Linked DNA regions of Gossypium hirsutum: region 1 is linked to region 2. Evidence: chromatin contacts called from public Hi-C data. All regions are on one chromosome and are shown on one strand. The core of a region is the stretch at or near the end of the contact, and the rest is flanking DNA. Distances in the headings are between cores, read along the strand shown. Region 1 holds the start of LOC107897862. Region 2 holds the start of LOC121220304.

The links. A called contact is a pair of places that touch in the nucleus more often than the background predicts.
Region 1: a contact with region 2 is called in a Hi-C map of leaf, with 1.8 times the contacts expected there. The contact joins the promoter of LOC107897862 here to the promoter of LOC121220304 in region 2. A contact is called at or near these places in 4 of 34 Hi-C or Micro-C datasets (leaf and seedling).

Annotation. Positions count from the first base shown.
Region 1 is chrD08:16,592,392-16,595,651 of Gossypium_hirsutum_v2.1, reverse strand. It overlaps LOC107897862, which reads right to left and starts at 1,632. Exons shown (of 20, transcript XM_016823445.2): 1 at 1,163-1,632; 2 at 1,044-1,083; 3 at 687-935. The coding sequence starts at 1,379.
Region 2 is chrD08:16,438,928-16,442,346 of Gossypium_hirsutum_v2.1, reverse strand. LOC121220304 reads left to right here and starts at 2,065. Exons shown (of 1, transcript XM_041099980.1): 1 at 2,065-2,784. The coding sequence starts at 2,065. The coding sequence ends at 2,784. LOC107897860 (50S ribosomal protein L18, chloroplastic) reads left to right here and starts at 2,370. Exons shown (of 4, transcript XM_016823443.2): 1 at 2,370-3,419. The coding sequence starts at 3,236.

The DNA.
Region 1 (3,260 bases), core at 383-2,882, 150 kb before region 2:
AAAAGCACCAAACACTACCTAATTTTATTGATTTACTGCTGTTTTCCCATACGAAATCAATTTTGGCATCAAAACCTAATTAGATCCTAGGGCACGCATTAGAAGTTAGAGGAAGAGGAAATCAGGGTCAACTTGCCACATGCAATTTATGCTTAGCTTTTCTCGTCACTAAAATATAGCTAATAAAAGAGACTAAAAGCCAACAGGGTGAAGCACACCTTATATGCCCTTTGCCTTTCTAGGGCACAAAAGACTATCACTTAACTGATAGCAACACTAGACTAGGCATGAGGCACTTCAATCAAAGAAGGCCACATCAATGAAAGAACCTCGAATACGTGCAACAAAATTATTGCTTTCAATGAATAAACTCTAAAATAAAAAGTGATCAAAAGTCGAAGGCAGTAGCAGCACAAAAAATGGGAAACATGGACAGCAGCAAAATTAAATCAAAATGCTTTGCAAGGTATCCGGGTATATGAATAGATGAAAACATTGACACTTAAAAGGTAGCAGAAAACAAAGAATAAGAAGCTTCAATTCTAGAATTCGGGCTTAGCAAATGAATGTGACATAAAGTAGAGGTAAGTTTATTTCCCTATAATAGTAAATATATATATGTGAAGTAAATAAATATGGCAATGGAGCTGCTGATTTAAATATGAGCTAACCGAGAGAGAACTCACCAGAGAAGAGACTTGTTGTCAAGTTCTTGTTTAGGTACATCACGGCTACGCATGGTAACCAAGTCCAAAAAGATGGCTTTGTTTTCACAACAGATGACAAGAAAATGTCGTCCTTTAGTTGATGGAGCAGGAGAGGCAAAAGTCGAAGTAAGATGATTGACAGCAGTGGGAGCTTCGGCGGCCGCAGAACGATTACGCCAAAGTTGCCAAAACCGCACGTCATCATCGAAAAAGCTCACTTGCTTAACACTATTAACAATTCATCGAAAGAAAAAGGTCCAGATTTCAGATTTTACTGTTAAATTGTATTTGAAGAAAGTTAAACGAAAAAAGAGAGCTCTACTAGATAATAATCACCTCCCTCCGCGGATGGCCTCTGTAGGTTTCCCTTTGGGCTCTGCAAATTTGTCAAGTCAAATGAAATCAACTCCAAAACAAGTGAGGATGAATATTAGATATAGAAATAGATTACGAACCAGATTCGCCCTCAGCAAGCTTCTCCAATTTGACACCAACAAGACGTCTCTGATCGATCCCACCGGCCTTGAGCTCGTAAATGACCTGGCGATGTTCCCAGTTCCAAACGGAGACGTGGTCGGAGGCATCCGCAGTTACCAACCATGGATGCGTGGGATGCACCGCTAACTTCACAATCTTATCATTGGTGCCTCGAAATGCCCTCAGCCGCAGCATTTCCCCCCGATCTGATCTGATCTGATCTGGTTATAAACAACTATTATACAGTTCACTAGCAAGGGCAACCGAAAAATCTGGAATCACTATTCCAATTTCGAGTTTCATCCAGAATTTCAGATCCACCCACTCTCAGCTGAGTCTGTCCTGGCTGGTTTTCGATTTGCAACTCCCTCCCTCAAGGTATTTCCCTTCTTTGTTTTTTCTACTTTATTTTTCTTTTTAAACCCCAAAAACATGCTAGCAACTGAATAGAATAATCAAATTCGAACTATCATTTCTAAAATAATTTAATACCTCTTTTGACCCCTGTGCTAAAGTAAAAATTTCACTTTGGTATCTATGTTATTTTTATCAGTTTGGCCCCTATACTCTATTTTGATTATCAAAATGGCCCCTAAACTTTTATTATGTATACCCGTTACCCATCTATATATTTTCTGTTAAAAAATTAAATCAACCAATTGCCACATTAAATAAAAGTAAAAAAATTTAAATTTTAAAAATATAAAAAAACTTAAATAAAATCATAAAAAAACCAAAATAATTATTTTAAAAAATTAAAAAAATTCTAATCTATTTTTTGAAAATTATAAAAAAAATATTTTATAATTATAAGTATGCCAAACTTTAAAAAACAATAAAAAGTTTCATAATTTTTATAAAAATTCATTTATTTGGAATTCTAGGCTTTTTGAAAAATCTTGAAATTTTTAAATAATTTTACGATATTTTAAAAAAAAATTAGGGATTTTTATATTTTTATGAATTTTTTTATATTTTTAAGGAATTTTAAGTATTACATAAAATTACTATAAAAATCTTTTAAAAGGGATTAGTTATCACTCAATAAAAGAATACCTAAGTTTTTTTTTTGTTTATATGTCAAAAAGGTCCTTAACAAATGTGAAAAATCAATTAAACAACAGTATTAAATTCGTACCCAATTAATTTCTTGCTATTAACAAAAAAATCAATTAAGTCCCTTCGTTAATGGTTTCCGTTGTTGACCATGTTACTTGTTAAAATAAATTGACAAACCAATTAAATGATGACACATGGCAACTTTTAGTTTAATCTATATTTTCCCATAAAATGATTAAAAATAGAAAAATTATAAAATATTATATAATTTTTAAAAAATAAAAATACTAAAATTGATACAAACTTATAAAAACTTGTAAATATTATAAAAATAAAATTCTAATAAATTATGAAAAACTTTATAAAATTAATACAAATATTTAAAATTTTATAAAACATATAAAAATTCTTAAAAACTTATAAAAATCATAAAAATATATATAAAAAAATTAAAACATTAAAATTTATATAAACTTATAAAATATTAAAAACATAAAAACTTGAATTGGATTAGATCAATCGGTCGGACCGATTAAATCCAAGTCGGCAAAGTTACCGATGTTCAGAGAAAGCCATTAGACCAATTGACCTAGGAATCAGGCGATTAAACTGATTTTTAATTTTATATTTTTTTATTTTTAATGTTTTATTTAATTGAACTAAATGGATCAGTCGAATTGGCAAACCGATGACTTGACCAGTTATGAAAATCTTGGTCAAAATATTTCATATTAACATATGCTAATAGTTGGATAATAAAATTTTGATTTGATAGTATGTAATTGTATCAAAAATATTTTATATCATACAATACTTAGTAAATAATTTCCATTTTTTCAAGGTCCAAACTACTTTACTTAAAAATTTTGAGATGATAAAATTTTTAAAAAATAATACTAACTTATCAATAAATAAAATGGAAAAGATCTCACAATTATCATTTTATTTGTGGAATTTCGAAAACATTTTATTCAACATGAAAATGACCCTAACGATCTTATGATTATTCTCATTATC
Region 2 (3,419 bases), core at 816-3,315:
AACCCAGTAAGTTAAGGTTCAATTTCACAAAATTCCTAAATATCGAATATTGTCTTTATTCTCATTTGTTAGAAAAATCCTCATCTCGAGAAAATGATATGACATATCCAATGCGTTAGGACACCACACATCGAATTCTCGAGAATGAGCTTTTTATTTATGTTTTTTTAATTAAAGAGCGTTTTCGACCATTTAGATTCAACGAAGAAAATCGATACCCAATACGTTAGGGCTCAATCCTCTTGAATCTAAACATGAAATTTTACTTATTCAAAAGTCATAATTTAAAAGAATATTTTACTATTTAAGTTAAACGAGAAATCGATACCCCGTAAGTTAGGGTACAGTTTTCTCGAATTGCCAAAACGCAAAATATGGCCTTGTTTTCGAAATTTTATTCTTGAATAGTTGCGAGTATAACACTTAAAGGCATACATTTATTTTGTTTGGGGATAAAATAAAGTGGATTATATCAAACATGCAATGACATGAAATAAAATATAGTAGCATGCACGGAACAACAATATACGAATACAATATTTATGCAAGTGGATGCCAATGATATGTAAGCGAATAAGCGAACTAAAGTGCACACAATAGCAATAGTCTCACAATATTCATCATCCAAATACAATCATTGATAAATAAAGACCCATTAATTAGACAACAATTTGGGGTAAATAATAAGGATTTAAAATGAATAATGCAAGATATTCAAAATTAACGATGCACAATTTAACATAACTAGAACATATAATAGATTACAATAAACACTTTCAAACAATTTAAACAAACGTTGCACAAGACAATTTAAAGGAAATGATCTGAAATCTAAAGAAATAACACATGTAAAACATTTAATAAAATAGCGTAGAAAGCAATTTAAATAGGTAATATATGAAATAACTTAACGTAGATAATATCAAACATTTTAATATGAATAATAAAATGAAATGAAATAAATAAAATATAAATTGATAAAAAGGGAATCATAAATATAAAAATTTAAATGAAGTAAAATTTATAAAAGCGTTAAATTAAAATCTGAATAAAATTCGGGGGTTTAAAATTGCAAAGAGAGGTGAACGCCGCCTCCGTTTTTTCCCTTTCTCTGCCATTTCAAATCTAAGGCCTCTTCCCATTCGACTCCGATTCGTGCCGAGGAGAAGAAGGCTTCATCGACGCACCCACGAAGGTAAGGGTCTCCTTCCTCCTCTCCCTTCGTTTCTGTTTTGCAAACAATAAATAAAAAGAAAAGAAAGGAAAGAAAAAAAAAGAATCGACAAAAGATAAAAAAAACGAGAAGAAAAAAAAGTAACTCTTCTCCAACGCCGCTCAGCAAACCAACGCTTGGAGGCCCCAATCCCTCGCCCGACTCCGATTGCGACGGAGTGAACGACGTCTCGGCTACCAGGTGAATTTCTCTTCCTCCTCTCTCTTTGCCTTTTGTTTCATACTATTAACGAACCACAGTAAAGAAGAAGAACGAAGGAAAATAAAAAGAAAACAGAAACCAGCGAAAGTGGGATTCAAAATCACCTTTTTTTTCTATTCTGAATGCGTGGTCCTTTACAATATTCGAATGGCCCTTTTTTATGGCCAGCATTACAAAGAAAATAAAAAAAAGAAAATAAAAAGAAAAATCCTCTCCCCATCCCCTCTGTTGCCCCTTTTCTCTGTTTTGTTGCTTATTTCTTTTGTCATTTGTAGGTACATGATCGTACAGAGGCACGTGTGAGGAGCGGCTCGAAGGTGTGGTCGCACACGCACGAGAGGAGAGTGTGCTGGCTGTGCAGTCATGCAGCGCCCAGGGTTTTCTAGTGTTTCCTGCTTCTGATTTTTGTTTTGGGCTGCGTTATGCCTTGGGTCCGGGTTAAGTGTTAGGCTAACTGGATTGAGGAAATTGGGATAGGCTAGTGGGTTAAAAACAATTTGGGCCTAGGTATATGGACTATTTCTGGACTGTTATTAATTTTTATTTTGTTTATATTTTGATTTGGTTTACGGGCCGGGCAAATGGGCCTATTACAACTATCACTTCAGAATATTATAATGAACCAGAGCATGGACTTCGTACAGTGGCTTACCTGGGTGTTTGAACAGCTCACCCCTTGTCAAGGTCGCCTTTTCTGCTACGCACTTTGGGCCATATGGGGAGATCGAAACAGAAGAATACACGAGGAAAAAGTCAGTAACGGAAAAGAAATTGCAAACTTCATCAGTAACTACATTACTGAGCTTACTGGTTTCGAAAAAAGAAAATCGGTAATAATAACAGAAAACAAAAGATGGAGGCACCCACATTGTGAGTTCATCAAGATTAACTTCGACAGTGCATACAATGAGAGTCAAAACCGTTCAGCTTCAGGTATTATGGCCAGAGATGCGGAAGGAAAAGTTCTTTTATCCTGTTCAGAGATCCACAATGACATTACCTCTGCATTTGCTGCTGAAGCAATAGCGTGTTGGAAAGCAGTTCAAATAGGAGTCGAAAATGGATGGCAGTCAATCATCTTTGAAGGAGATTCCTTCGCAATAATAAAGAAATGCAACATAAAGGGTCAAGATCGATCACTGGTAGGGGCATATATTTATGATATCCAACAGAAAATAAGTGGCTCCAATAATATCAGATTCCAACATACACCAAGAACTGCAAATAATCTTGCACATATTCTTGCAACAGAAACTCTAAGAAGGAAAAAGGAGATATACCTGGAAATGGAGGTCCCTGACTATGCCGAAGAGCAAAAAAGGTACGATTGGGTATGTGAACCAGATTAGGAAAGCTTTAGGAGATGAAGAATGGAAGAGAGAAAGTTTCAAAACAAAAAAAGAAAATGAAATGTTTCAGAAGGAAAGTTTTGAAAAATGAAATCGTCAACTGGGCAATGAAATGATAGAAAGAGGAGAAGACAGATTTCATCAAATTCTGATTGGGCAATGGTTCGGCGCATTAAGTGTCGTTTCTAGAGTATTCTTTAATAATATCTAGATATTTGTTTAACTTTGGCCATCTGAAATCTTGGGCCGTTTTTCTTAGGATAATAGGTATATGTTTTTATTTTGTACAGATGTTTTATCTTATTAATAAAAGCCCCATCTAAAATAATTAAAAAAAAAACAGTGGCTTAGAAATAGTATATAATGTAAAATTATGATATTGGGTTGGGCTTGGCTTTTTGAGTTGAGGCGGAAGGTGATGGGACCAACACGCAGGGGATGAGAACAGGACATGGTGTTCAGGCAAGCAAGGCCGAACTGGCCGAGGACATGCCCTTTATTTCATTCATACGCTTTATCCCTTTTCTTATCCAAATCCCGCTCCTCCCAGACTTCACTCCCCTCTCACAGCAACACTCATAGCACTATCCACACTTGCTTTCTTTGCGTTGCCTTCCAGTACATCCCCATTTTAA